2 separate regions of the Mus musculus genome follow, and region 2 is linked to region 1. Evidence: chromatin contacts called from public HiChIP or PLAC-seq data. All regions are on one chromosome and are shown on one strand. The core of a region is the stretch at or near the end of the contact, and the rest is flanking DNA. Distances in the headings are between cores, read along the strand shown. Region 1 has its middle 30 kb from the start of Pde9a. Region 2 overlaps Pde9a (phosphodiesterase 9A).

Region 1 (2,763 bases), core at 196-2,695:
TCCTCCTGGGTCTTCATGGAGACTGGGGTGAGGGGTAAGAGCATTTGGCATTTCCAGGATGGCAGCAAACTGTCCTCTTCCGAGCCCAGCCACTGGCAGTTAGGATCGAGGGCAACAGAAGAAAGGCGTGTCCTTCAGGTTCGGCTGGAGAAGATGACTGTCTTGAAAGTAAGATCTTCATGCAAAGCTTTTATGAAGGAAGAAAGTAGACATGCTGCCAAGACCCCTTTGACTCAGTCATCTATTAGTAGGATGTTTGGGGTGTTATCTGTAATTGGACAGTGTGTTGAGAACCGGTCTGCGTCAACTTGGCCTGCCCTGGTAGAGGTTACCATTGAGCATGAAGGCAGACTATTGGTGAACAACTCCAGCTTCATGTGGCAAGGTTAAGATGGTACACGAGAAGCTCTGAGACTCAGATGAGGTGCACAGACCCTGCCCAGGGAAGGGCGCAGCCACACGGGGCCATCTCAGTCTAGAGGAGTCAGGGCAAGGGCAAAGGTAGCCTTCTGCTCTCTGATCATGGGGTCACTTTACAGTCTGGCCAAGTGGTATTGACTTTAGAGAATGAGGGAAAGAATGGAATACCCGACAAAATGATTAAAGAAAACTCTGGTCTTAGTTCATGCAGGTAGACCCCCCCCCCCCCAGCTTGCTGGACTTCTGCAGAATAACACGCTCTTTGCTATTGCATACCATTTGAGTCTGGGGTCTCATTGAGGATGGAGAGCCAATGTTCAACCACCTCTTCTAACTCAGCGCTTTATGACAATTCTCAGTAAGGCACAGGCTATGGCCAGAAGAACCCCATCCCCACCCCCACCCCGGCACACACACACCACACGTGCCATGCCCCGTGATGCACACAGATGCTTGTAAATGCCTATAGTTTCGTGGTAAATGCTGCTCTTATTTTTAGCCTTTGGTTGTGATCATTAGACTAATAATACAGAAGAAGATGCTTAAGATGTGGGATGTGCCCAGATGGAGATGGCTGCCGTGTGGCAGGTGCTTATATTTGTCTCGGAAATCTGATCTCTCTGTCCGTTTCTCTTTGCCAGAGTCTGCCTTGCAGTCTTTCCGGGGCTGGGATGAATGTCGCATTTTTCATTTGCATCACGCAGAACATAAAATTGCACCAGAGAAAAAGGTTATTTGACTCAAATAGCTATGCCCAAAGGCAGGGCTTACTCAACTCAAATAGGTACTTTGTTCAGTGAACGGTAGCTTACCCCACCCCCGCCCACAGCTGACTGAGTTAAGGCCTCTCATGGGTGGCTAGGGATGGTGACATACATCTTTAATCCAGAAGAGCCAGGGCCCCACAAAAAGACCCTGTCACAAGACAAAACACAGAAACAAAAAGATTCCTCAAGGCCAGCTCCTCTCAGCTCGCCTCACAGTGAACAACTGTGTGCTCTGTTAGGTCACAGATACAGTGTGAGAGTTCCATCTTTGTGGGGTTCCTGAATAGATTTTTCCATTAAGAGTGGGTAAAGACAGTGGCTGGGAATGCTTGTTCATTGTTTATGTACGCTGCTAGCTTACAGGCCATTCCACTAGGCTCCTCCCAGGGACCTAGCAACCCAGGTGCACCAGGTGTGGGCTGCATATAAAAAGGACTGCCAGCCACCCCCACCCCATCTCTCTCTCTCTCTCTCTCCTCCCTCCCTTCCTCCTTCTCCCCCCCTCCCCGCCTTCTCCCCTCTCCCTTTCTCCCTCCCCCTCTCCCTCTCCCCCTCTCCCCCTCCCTTCCCCACGTTCTCATTCCCTCCTCCCATTTTCTGTCTTCTGCATCTCCCCTTATCTGCCCTCATATACTCTGCCCCCACCCCCGTTCATCTGCCTGTCCACACGTCCACTCATCTGCTGCTACCCCATCCCAGATCCTCACTCTCCTCCCCTAATAAACCCCTTTATAATAGATCTCTTGCACGGCTTAAATTGCTCAGGGGCACACCTTGGCGTGGGCCTGCCAGGTACACCCTTCGCCATATTATATTTCATAATATACACTCTCATGAATTCTCTGCTAGATCCTGCTGGGAACGGGGCCTCAGCAATTTACATAGAGCAAATCATCATATATTTAAGTGCCCTGTACCCCGGATGCACCTCAATGAGGACTCAAAGAGGGTTTTTTTTTTTTTTCAGTCGACTCCTGTCTGAAACCCACTTCACAGGGCCATTAAAAAGTCCTTTAGTATTCTTTGCAAAAAAAAAAAAAAACTCTTTCAGGGAAATATTCGTATGTTTGGGAAAATATTCACGATATGCTGGGAAAGTTATGTGCTGTGAGGGAGTCATTAGAGCTGAGTTGAACTGCAACACCCACAGTGATTCCTGTGTGTGGGAAGCTGTCAAGGGCAGTTTTCCCTGAGCCCGACAGACAGTGGTGACTGCCTCCTCCAGATGGAGAGATTGAAGGCAGTCCCGTGGTGGTCGGGGAAACTAGAAAATGAGAGCTAACCACTCAGCACATCAATACCCTGTTCCTGTCTGGAAAGAGTTACCCGCGTGCTGTGACTGAGGTAGTAGCTGCATGTTGGGGTTACCTGATAACTGTGCAGTCAAGAGTACCTGTTATGGTTTGTCTATGCTGGGCCCAGGGAGTGGCACTATTAGAAGGCCTGGCCTTGTTGGAGTGGGTGTGGCCTTGTTTGAGTGGGCGTGGCCTTGTTGGAGTGGGTGTGTCACTGTGGGTGTAGACTTTAAGACCCTCATCCCAGCTGCTTGGTAGTCAGTGTTTTGCTAGCAGCCTTC
Region 2 (2,763 bases), core at 198-2,697, 110 kb before region 1:
CCGATGAGCCATTTCTCCAGCCCAAGGCTTGGCTCCTGCGCCCGGCCTTTGTACTGCCTTCCTGCCAGTCCCTGACCTACCTGCCTGCACCCTCTGCACTGCCTTTACCTCCTTCATGGCATCGTCCAGCTGCTTCAGCTCCTCGTAGTGTTCTCGGGACTCCCAGAGCGGCCGCAGCATGGTCTCCTCAACAACGGGGAAGAGCTGGAGAGCAGAGGGTTCAAGATCAGACCCCACCATCGTGTTAAGCTGTGAAGAACACTGGAGAAGGGCTGTCAGGCCCTTGTGGGTACTTGTGAGCCTCAGGGATATCACTCTCCAGTGGCCTCAAATCAGGGCCTTCAAGAGAAATCCAAGGAGTGTGTGTCTCCTAGCCAGTTCCGAGACCTGGAGACCTCAGTGCATCCTTACCCACCTCCCATCTCAGCCTCTGGCTCAGGTTCCTGTCACTCTTCGTAGGACCCCAGAAAGCCTACAATCTTCTCCTGTTCCCCACTCCTTCCAGTAGGTATGGTCCCAGAGGGGCTTATGATGGGGACAGATCTGATAAAATTCCTGGTGGTAGTCTTAAAAATAGAAACCATGTGGGTGGCTCTGAGATACCCAGGGAATGATGGACAGTGGTTAGAGGTGGGACCAATGGGGTGGCAAAAGATGAGTGTGTGTTTGGGAGCCAGGGACTGGACAGGACCCATAGGCAGCTTAGGACCTGGAAGGTGGAGGCTACAGAGGCTGGGTGATAGAAGGCTAGGATCTGGTTGTGGGTACCGATTCCTGTCGCTCCTTTAAGGTGAGGCCTGGAAGGACAGGAGAGCCAACAGCTGGTACAACTGGCTGAGTCTTAAAGCTGGCAGAGATGGGCAGTGGAAAGTGGGCACCGAGGGCCCGACTCACACACAGGGAGCTCTTTGAAGAGCACGGGGGGGGGGGGGGGCAGAGCATTTAACACAGCTGAAAAGAATGGCTGCCAGGCAACCATCACCATGGCAACAGATGATGAAGCTGTAGAGGGTTCATGCATGCCTGTGTGCACATGTGTTTACTGCTGCTGTACCAACAGCATGTACTCACCATGCATATCCTTAAAGTGCACATGCATGCATGTGTGCACATGTGTGTTTACTGCTGCTGTCCAGGCAGCATGATCACTCACCTTGGTCACTGTTTCAAACATTGGGATCAGGACAAACTTGATGAACCCAATTTGGGCTGTTGCTTTGGTCACTTTGTCTCGGTCCATGAATGGGGCCACAGGAAGGCCTTCGGACTTCTCACGGTCACTCTGCAGGGAACAGAGTGACGGTGACATTGAAGGCATAAAGGCCCGTGGACTTTGGGACACAGAGCAGTCCTGTTCTTAGAAGAACAGTACATGCTGTCTAGCTGTCTAGCTGTGATCCTCCCGACCACACAAAGGCAGTTCAGTGGTGAGGTCCCAGAGCCTGCAGCATAAAGGCTACATATGAGCCAAGGTGAGCAGGTTGAAGCTGTAGGGCCCAAGTCTAAACACAGGCTGAGTGTGTCTGTCTGTCTCAAGGGCATTCCAGGGCAGCTTACAAGGCTGAGCTCAATAGCTCCTTGTCTGCATCTCCCATCCCGTCCTAACCACTATCCTCGTTCATAACTACCATATGAACAATCTTGTTTGGATTCACCATAGCGGCTGCCCCTCCCCTTGGGTCTCACTTCTTGACCCTTAGCCACTTATCTTGAGTCTGCTTCCAAAAGTGTCTATAAGTGGCCATGGCTGGCAGTTCCACCATTATGGTTTTTCTGGTGGTTACAGTCTCACATATACAGTACACCCTAATCAGGGCTGGCCTTGAACTCCTGATCTTCTTGCCTCCCAGCTGCTGGGATTACAGGTATGTGCCGTTGCCATGCCTACTCAGAACAATGCCAAAGCAGAACGCCATTTCTGCCAGATATCTACACAGACAGTGTTGTGGGGGCTGCTGGGGTGTGGCATGCATATGCCAGCCACACTGGTCTGCTTTTTCAAGCGCAGCACTGTCCACAGAGTTGGAAGGGGCACCCATAATCTGATGGCTCCGTGTCTTTTACCTGCATAAAATATTCTTCCAGTAAACAGTCCACCCACGGTTCTGCCACCTCCATGGGACGGACTTCATTGGAGATATCACAGCATTTTATGAGAATCATCTTCAGCTGAAAGGAGACGCTGGCATTTAGGGCGTTGGTAGATACAGCACAACCACCGCCACTGTGTGGGTTGACTGGATCCGCCATCATAAGTGGGAAAAAGAACAGGATGGGCGGGGAAGGGGTGGGGGCTGGGAACTGGGGGGCAGTATTGGCCATCAAGACAAGAGGTTTTCTACCTTGAAGGTTACTTTTCCTTCTTTGTGTTCTCTCTCTCTCTCACTCCCTACCTGTCTCTCCCCCGCTTCCCCCACCCCCCACTGCTGCTGCTGTACTGTACACTAGGATCTTGCAGTCTGAATTTCCCAGATTCCTAGGGAAAGATGGGGACCCATCAGACACACACTTTTAGAATACCAGCTATAAACTGTCATGTTACAAAGCAATGGAGGAGCCACATGCCCTCTCGTGTTTGAAATGGTCTCACTCTACAGCTCAGACTGGCCTTTAGAACTCAAGGCTGGCCTTGAACTCCTTATCTTTTTGCCTTCCAGCTTCTAGGATGACAGGTTATATGGGTCACTAGGTCTGGTTGTCAAAACAAGAACAAAGCAAGAAGCTGCAAATTCAAGGTCTGCCTACGGGGCCAGCAGGGACAAT

The links. HiChIP or PLAC-seq counts read pairs in DNA pulled down with a chosen protein or histone mark.
Region 2: a contact with region 1 is called in an H3K27ac HiChIP or PLAC-seq map of oligodendrocyte precursor cells, with 3 times the contacts expected there. The contact joins two enhancer-like sites. A contact is called at or near these places in 1 of 15 datasets of contacts at CTCF or cohesin (CD8 T cells), 16 of 484 Hi-C or Micro-C datasets (the HPC-7 cell line, LSK cells, bone marrow-derived macrophages and 8 more), 3 of 115 datasets of contacts at active chromatin or transcription factors (double positive thymocytes, embryonic stem cells and oligodendrocyte precursor cells) and 3 of 9 other capture datasets (adipose tissue, liver and pancreatic islet).

What each region holds. Positions count from the first base shown.
Region 1 is chr17:31,354,788-31,357,550 of GRCm38.p6, reverse strand. No RefSeq gene overlaps it. Among named protein-coding and RNA genes, the nearest start is that of Pde9a, 30 kb to the left of the region's middle. Within about 2 kb of position 1,445, at least 28 of the 459 cell types and tissues checked have an H3K27ac peak or open chromatin away from gene starts, as enhancers often do. A contact at or near this core is called in oligodendrocyte precursor cells, where this site is marked.
Region 2 is chr17:31,469,200-31,471,962 of GRCm38.p6, reverse strand. It overlaps Pde9a (phosphodiesterase 9A), which reads right to left. Exons shown (of 19, transcript NM_008804.4): 15 at 2,065-2,169; 16 at 1,154-1,282; 17 at 109-204. Among named protein-coding and RNA genes, the nearest start is that of Gm9902, 35 kb to the right of the region's middle. Within about 2 kb of position 1,447, at least 9 of the 459 cell types and tissues checked have an H3K27ac peak or open chromatin away from gene starts, as enhancers often do. A contact at or near this core is called in oligodendrocyte precursor cells, where this site is marked.